Regions from separate parts of the Zea mays genome. Here region 1 is linked to region 2. The links are chromatin contacts, called in public Hi-C maps. All regions are on one chromosome and are shown on one strand. Each heading gives the region's core, a stretch centred on a gene start, on an enhancer-like site or on the middle of the called end of the contact. The rest is flanking DNA. Distances are from core to core; before and after follow the strand shown. Region 1 overlaps LOC100284309. Region 2 holds the start of LOC100382374.

What was found. A called contact is a pair of places that touch in the nucleus more often than the background predicts.
Region 1: a contact with region 2 is called in a Hi-C map of tassel, with 4 times the contacts expected there. The contact joins the enhancer-like site here to the promoter of LOC100382374 in region 2. A contact is called at or near these places in 3 of 25 Hi-C or Micro-C datasets (ear, leaf and tassel).

What each region holds. Positions count from the first base shown.
Region 1 is chr3:15,140,394-15,144,356 of Zm-B73-REFERENCE-NAM-5.0, forward strand. It overlaps LOC100284309, which reads right to left. Exons shown (of 9, transcript NM_001397564.1): 5 at 3,753-3,963; 6 at 2,627-2,754; 7 at 2,397-2,492; 8 at 2,184-2,289; 9 at 1,686-2,052. The coding sequence ends at 1,888. Among protein-coding and RNA genes, the nearest start is that of LOC100284309, 15 kb to the right of the region's middle. Within about 2 kb of position 1,963, at least 9 of the 20 cell types and tissues checked have an H3K27ac peak or open chromatin away from gene starts, as enhancers often do. A contact at or near this core is called in ear and tassel, where this site is marked.
Region 2 is chr3:14,893,278-14,897,055 of Zm-B73-REFERENCE-NAM-5.0, forward strand. It overlaps LOC100382374, which reads right to left and starts at 1,461. Exons shown (of 3, transcript NM_001175119.1): 1 at 1,347-1,461; 2 at 800-1,138; 3 at 1-307. The coding sequence starts at 1,111. It overlaps LOC118476633, which reads right to left. Exons shown (of 2, transcript XM_035966149.1): 1 at 3,506-3,778; 2 at 2,798-3,219.

The DNA of each region.
Region 1 (3,963 bases), core at 713-3,212, 250 kb after region 2:
AGGAGCCGTTGAGAGCAATCTGGGAAGGCAATTCTTGTCTTCTGTCGTCTGGCGCACCGGACAGTGTCCGGTGCCCGATTTCTTTCCTTCTACGGTGAAGCCGACCGTTGGCAGCCAGAGAGCCGTTGGCGCACCGGACAGTCCGGTGCCCCCTTCTAGTCGTTGGCTCGGCCACGTGTCCCGCGTAGATCGCGCGGCCGACCGTTGGCTCACCGGACAGTCCGGTGCACACCGGACAGTCCGGTGAATTATAGATGTACGTCGCCGGTGAATTCCCGAGAGCGGCCAGTTCGCTCGAGCCAGCCTGGCGCACCGGACACTGTCCGGTGCACCACCGGACAGTCTGGTGCTCCCAGACTGAGCAGACTTTGGCTGAACAAAGCCATCTCATTTCCAATTCAATTTTTCCTGTTTCCAGCACTTAGACACAATAAACTACTCTCTAAAACAATGTACTAAGTCTGAGAAACATACCTTTTGACATGATTTGCACTTTGTCCACCACTTTGCATATATTAACACTTAAGCACTTGTGTTGGACTCTAAATCACCAAAACACTTAGAAATGGCCCAAGGGCACATTTCCCTTTCAGATACCTTGGAGTATCTCTAGTATGTTCTGATGGATTATGCTGTTAGGTTTTATAGGCCACATTATGTAAGCCGCTCCGATAGGAACAAGAGGTACACCATGCTTTGCAACAAGGATGTATATGTGGGCTATGGGCTCGTAGGCAAGAGAGGAGATAATGGAAGAATCATAATGTGAGGCAATCTCATACATGTCGAATATGTAAGGCCAAGGGTGTGCATGCCCGGAACACGTCCCATTACCTTGGATGTCGTCTTGTTGGCATTGTTAGGGATGATAGAAACACATCGATTTCTATGATTTACCGAATTCATATTTGGATTCAATGGCTATAGAGTGAAGTACTCCAAGGGATGTCGAGTGAAGCAACATGATGTTGAGTTTCTATGGGTGATTGGAAGAGGCGTATAATCAAGTTATTAGGATTTTGAGTGCCATGAAACACTCCAGTCCTAGGATTAGGTATTCCCGTCGCATTGTGACATATGTGAACATTGTTTTGAAGTTTGTTCTTCACTGAGTTTGTTGGTTGTTCCCACTGTCGGTAGAAACATTGTTGTCCCTTAGTACTCGTTGATGGCACCTTCCTGACAGTAACCCTTTGAAGCGTATAGTAGGCTAGAAAAGCTATCAGGTCACCCCGCAACTAGGTTACACCATCTAGATGCCCCTGTATGATGCATTTAGAGCAATGCCCATTTTTCTGGCCGTGGCCGGGGGATGTTCTCGGAGCCTCGAGACGAGTGTTTTCTTTTAAGGTAGGCACCAAAGCTAGTCTCTCTCGAGTTGGTATTCCTTAGGCCAGGGGTTGTTCGCTTCAGATTAAAACAAGTTATTTAAACTATTGCAGTTGTAATCTACAGACACAAAAACACATTAGAAGCAACAGAAGCCGATACGGATTAAAACTAAACACACTTTTCGGACGATGACAATGGATCTTGACGGTCGCAGAAGGTATAGCCTTTCCCGGTGACAGTATGTCAGTACCCATATGAATTTAGCATGGAGTATAGCTTTGCCAAACTTATCCAGTTATCCTTGGAACTTTTGTAGCGACCACTATCGATTTTCCAACGTGAAAGTGTGTAGGTGGTATATAAAAATAACTCGAAAGCAAACACGCACAGCCAGATCATTCTAGCGAGCGGCATTTTATTCGTTCTGCTCTTATTATTTCGGCCAGCGCCAGTTATTGAAAACGTGGTGAAGAAATGTGGAGTGGAGATGGCTTGCCACATGTCCGGCCTTACTATTCATCAAAGCCAACTAGCCAAGCGCGGCAGCAAGCTCATCTAGAACGACTGGACGCTCTCGACAGGCTTGGGCATGGGCTCGCCCCGCAGGAAGTGCTCGAACAGCTTGAGGCCCTGCGGCGGACGGTGGAGGGGGACCTCGTGCCCCGCGCCTCGGACCGTCACCAGCGTCAGGCCCTCGTACACCTGGCACCATCCACCAACCTACAGTGCAGGCAATAAGCAAGAACCACACCATTGCAGATGCAGACACGGTTAGCTAGCGTACGTCTAGCGGAACGAAAGAGTGAAGGGACTGTCAGTCTAATTTGATGCAGCAGGCAGGCAGGGCTCACCTCTTCGTCGTAGTACCAAGGGTACCACTTGGTGATCGTTGGCAGAGACAGCGCGTCGATGGAGTACCTCGTCGCCGTGAGGGGCACGACGGAGTCGGTGTCGCCGCTGCCAAATTGTACAGTCCGATGTAATTGAAGAAGATTTTTTTTATAGGATTCAGAGAGTAATTAAGCCATTAATTGCTCTCGACGACAGAGACTCGGCGGACGTACCTGAAGACCCATATCCTTAGGCCTGCCGAGATGAGTTCACGGTAGATCGGAAGCATGGACCTCGGCGAATCCTTCCAGTACTCATATATTGGGTCACTGCATGCAAACATTTGTTTCCAGTCGAGTTCAGTGCAGAGTATCACGAACGGCCGGCTTTACGCTGGTGCTCTATGGAATGCTATTCCAGTGGCCAAAAACCAAACAAACAAGATGGAAGCAGTCGAGCAGACCTGCAGCCCACCCAGGCGTATGGTATTCCAGTAACATTGGCATGGAAGGCGTCCTGCACCTCGGGCAAGTTGCAGTACTTCGTGATGTACAGCTCGGTGCAAGGATCGTATCCTCTCGGCAGCCAGGGCTACATTTGAGCAGATGCGTATAGTAGTCAGTATGCGTGCATGAGCTGATAGATCCTAGCGAATATCGTCGTCACAATAATCAGAAATGTCTGGCATTTATTTTGCTACACTCTAATACTAATAACCATCGGCTAATCTCTACTTTTTTTTAATACAAAAAAAACATTGCCCACTTTAAAAAGAAATACCGATAACTCATTTTAAAAAGTTTATCAACTATGGAAAAGAATTATTCTCTTAACAAACAATATACCAATGACACTGATAACTCATTTTAAATCATATTATTAATAATATATGACAATAACTTTTGCAAGCCGTCACTTATAAGTTAGTTGTATATATATATATATGAGTTTTCACTAGAACATTATGACATATCAAATACTGCTGATGTAAGTCTAGGCACTCTATTTTTATACAGTAATATTACCATAATTTTGTTTCTTCATTCTAGCAAATTCAATGTATTGAGTGTCATGATGTAGGCTAAAATGGTTGTTTATGCCATGTAGTAACAAAGAATAAACTCCTTTCATTCTAAATTATAAGTCGATTTGATCTTGTTATGTGTCTAGCTTTACTATGTACCTAGATATAGTCCGTAGCTCTAATATTTTTTTCCATAAATTATAACATTTTTTCGAATAAAAATGCAATAATAAGCATTAGAGCCACAACTTAACATATGGAAAATTTGCTAGAACTAACAAGATCATAAGTGAAAGCCAACAAGACCATATATAACTTAAGCTTACTCATAGAGGTGCAATACAAAAGCTAACACCATATATCTCAATATTGCGAACTAAGGTCCACAAAATATTCAATACTCATATAACTTAACATTCTAGGTCATACAAGAGCACTTGCTGATGAGCTACTTTTAATAACATAATAGATAGCAACATAGTCAAAATAAACTTAGAAAGAAGTAATATACAATGCTACTATTTGCTATAGGGAAACCATAATTCTTTTAGCAACTCGAACATACCATTCTTCCCCTTATTAGTCTGCGCTTTTGCAATGAAGTCTTCTTACAAGTAGGTGTGTAGATGCTATACAAATCAATATTCCCTTGCTCAGCCTCAGCAACCTCATAAATCTTTTGGCATTCCTCGGAGGGGTTCTCAGACACATCATTTTTACAATCCTCCCACAACTTTGCATAAGTTTCATCGGAGATAAGCCCATGTGTCCACCAA
Region 2 (3,778 bases), core at 211-2,710:
GCACGAACACATGCCGCGCCCTTCCTCCTAACGAGGTCATGTTGGCCCTCACCGTCTTCAGCCTCAGGCCATGGAACGCCTGGGCGAGCCCGGCGACGAGGTCCGGCCGGTCGGCGCAGCTTATCGAGGCCCTTATGTAGACGGACCTGTCGGCGCCGGCGTCGCCGGTGTGGAGCTCGATGGAGACCTCGTCGGTCTCCGGGGGCAGGGGCGTGCTCTGGGTGGTGGTGGTGGCGGCCTCGCTTGCTTTCCTCTTCAGGAGCTTCACTTGCTCCACCACTCTGGCAAGCAAGGTGGCCTTGTCCATCTGCAGTAGTGCAGTGCAGAGAGAGTGTAAAAGTGAAGCCTTTGCTTAGAAAGTCACAGTCACAGCATTGTACTTTTTGTCTCGCTAGCTAGAGAACTCCAAAGCGAAAGCCTGATGGAATTCTGAAATGTGAACAGATGTGAGTGCCAAGGTTCCGTTCATATGGCTTTCTTGCGGACCTCAAACTTGTCGATAAATTATTCCCGTGGAGAGACGTTTGACGTAGAGAGAGTGAGAGAGAGAGATATATCACTGACATTCTGAGTGGTGATGGAGATTAACTTCTTTCCAATTTTACTTCCAGTATTTCGCCTACTTTTACTAATACTCACTAAACCAGCCGAATTTCTACAAAAATCAGGACTGCGAAAAACCAAGAAGATTAATGCTGGTAAAATATTGTTTCAGTCTTTCACAAAGTGTGTGTGCCAGATGATTCATTCACACAAGTGATGAAGTGAATCATTGAGGGTGGAAGGATCACACACCGACCTGCCTGGTATCAGGAACCATCCTCCTGAGCGTAGCCAGATGAGCGTTGATCCTCTCCCGGCGCCGCCGCTCGGCCTCGCTGTGGACTTTCAGGGCCCTCGCCTCCGTCGCACTCCTCCCCGACCCCGACGACGACGACATGTCCGGCGGCGGCGCTACCCGCACGGCCGGTGGAGCGGCGCTTTCCTGCTGCCGGGGCAGAAGAACTGGACTACCCCCGGCCCCGAGCGCTGAAGGGTCACGGCCATCGTATGGCTGCAGCTCCTGCTTCCCTTGCAGAGGTTGGCGCGCAGCCATTGAACCAGGCATCATCCTCACCTGCAGTGCAGGTTCGTTTCACTGCATGCAAACAAAGAGACCGGACCGTTGAAAGAATACCTGAGCCAGCATCAACTGCGGCTGCAAATTGGAAGAAAGAATTGGTGCATCAAGCAAGCATAAGGATCAGAATAACAGGAGATGAGACGCAGCACCAACAAGCAGAGAGAGAGAGAGAGAGAGAGAGAGAGAGAGAGAGAGAGAGAGAGCGCTTTATCCTGTTGCTTACAATAAAAGTGGTGCAACAACGTCTTGTCATCTCATTCTCTGGAATGAGTGATATGCATATGCTTGTGTGCGAGATGTGATCATCTTCTTATGATATGAGTGATGACAGACAGGCGTACTGCGGTGTATAGTGTGCTCTGCCTTTTACTGGCCAACCACTCTAACATATATATATCTTGGTGTTCCTCTCTCCACATGTATTCCCACTAGGAAGATGGATGAGGTGTGTGCATGCATGAGAGAAAACGGCTGCCAGATGGAGGGTTTTTTCAAGAGCGGCCTAACAAGTTTCAGTTCTGGTGACAAGGATTCATACGACTCCAGACATGTGTTTGGTAACTCGGGTAAAGATTCTTTTCAACTGCTGTCAAAATTAGGTGAACTGAAACGCGCTTGGGGGAAGAAAAAAAAAAGGCAGATACTTAAGAAGTCTATAAAGTAGCAGTAATTTCCTCGCAACATCTAATTAATTAAGCAGCCAAGAACTGATGAAAGTATGCATGCTGCAAGACAGGTCACGAGATTCCTCTTATGGAATTGGGCGACCGTGGAAGGAAGAAGTCTTCGCGGTCCATTGACTAATGTTCCGCGCTCTGCCCCACGAGCGAGAGAGACGGACAGGGACAGGGACGCCATTAATTGACTGCTCATGAACTGTAACGCTCCGACAGTTTCTGCCCTCCTTAAACAAGCAACATGCCAGGACCATGAGACGAAGACGAGAGGCCTGCCTCTGTATGTATCCTTTCAGACTGGTGACTAGCTAGCTCCACTTGCCTTGCCTAGCTTGTTTCCTGCATATGATTCAGTTTCGACTCTGTCTTACACCAATGAACGCTCTCACCAGACTGAAAACATGTGACGCCAGAATCCAGGGCTCGCACGGCTTTGTGGCCACTAGCAGAGCATTTTATTCTCAGACTGTTGAGAGATCTGGCACGCAGCAACTCAAACGGCTGGCGCTTTGACCAGCGAACAAGGATACGGACGACGCCAAAACTGTGCGGGGTTTTAATTTTAATAGAGAGACGCTTCTCTCGGGCTCCTCCTTTCCTTCGTCCTTGGTAGGAGTAGGAGTATGTCAGTGCTCTCCGTCTATCGGCATGTGAACCTGCTGGTCGACAAGCTGCCCAAGAAACCGTGGAGACGACTGTTTCAGAGCCGGAAACAACAAAGCCCTTGTGTGATTTGTTTGTCCCTTGTGCCTCAGCATGCGTTTAGGCATCTGGAATTCATGCGTCCTTTACCGTGGCAACCGTTGTCGTTAACCTGATTCGTGAATAAATTTATGGGGTGTTTATTTGAAATTATAATCTGTCTTCGAAAATAAGTTTTTTTTAAAAGGAGAGGCAAAAGACTTGCCATGTTAGGGGATACTGGAGGAAGGGGAGAGACAGAGGAAGGAGAGGAACACGAGAGAGAGAAGGTGAGGAATTTAGTTTAGGTTTTTCTTCTTCGATATCCTTCTCACTGTCCAGGCTGGTTCAAATACAACTCACCCAATTCAGAATACGTAATACTGCCTCATACGTGTACGGTATACACACGTACACGTATGGTACGCCACACATCTAGACCCACTCTGGCCCTCGGACGCGGCTGTTGACGTGCCGTTTGCGTTTGCCTCGCACGCCTGTGTCTTGAGTCTGAATGTGATCTTCTTCTCCCTCTGGCAAGGCTGAGGTAGTATCTGTAGTGGTAACATTCCCCTCCCCTTGAAAATTCGCTTGACCCCAAGCGGGTGCCATTGGAAAACATTGGCGCAAGGCTTCGCGGTCTTCCCAAGTTGCCAGATCACGAGGTAAACCGGACCACTCCACCAAAACCTATTGCACCAATCTATTACCTTTAGTAATGCCACGTGATTGAAGAATCTGCAAGGGAAAACTGTGCTCAGGTATTGTGGCAGGAATATCAGCAGAATGGGTGCCATGGAAACCAACAGCCTGTTTTAGCTGAGATACGTGGACAACTGGGTGGATACGACTGGTAGAAGGCAGCTGAAGACGGTATGCTACTGCCCCGACCCGAGCTTGTACCATGTAGGGGCCGAAGTATTTGTAACTCAATTTCTGATGAGCACGCGGCATGACGGAAGACTGAACAGAGGGTTGCAGTTTGAGGTACACCCAATCCCCAACAGAAAAAATACGTTCTGACCTTTTCTTATCAGCTTGACGTTTCATGCGATCTTGGGCACGAAGCAGGTGCTGACGGACCAGGTTCTGCATAGTATGGCGCTCATGCAACCAATCAGATAAATCAGATGGTGTTGTGGCATCAACTGTCAAGCCAAGTGAGCGTGGTCGACGACCATAAAGAACCTCAAAGGGTGAACAATTGAGTGCTGAATGATGACTGGTATTATACCAAAACTCTGCAGTAGGCAACCAAGACTTCCACTTCTTTGGGCAAGCATTCACGAAACAGCGC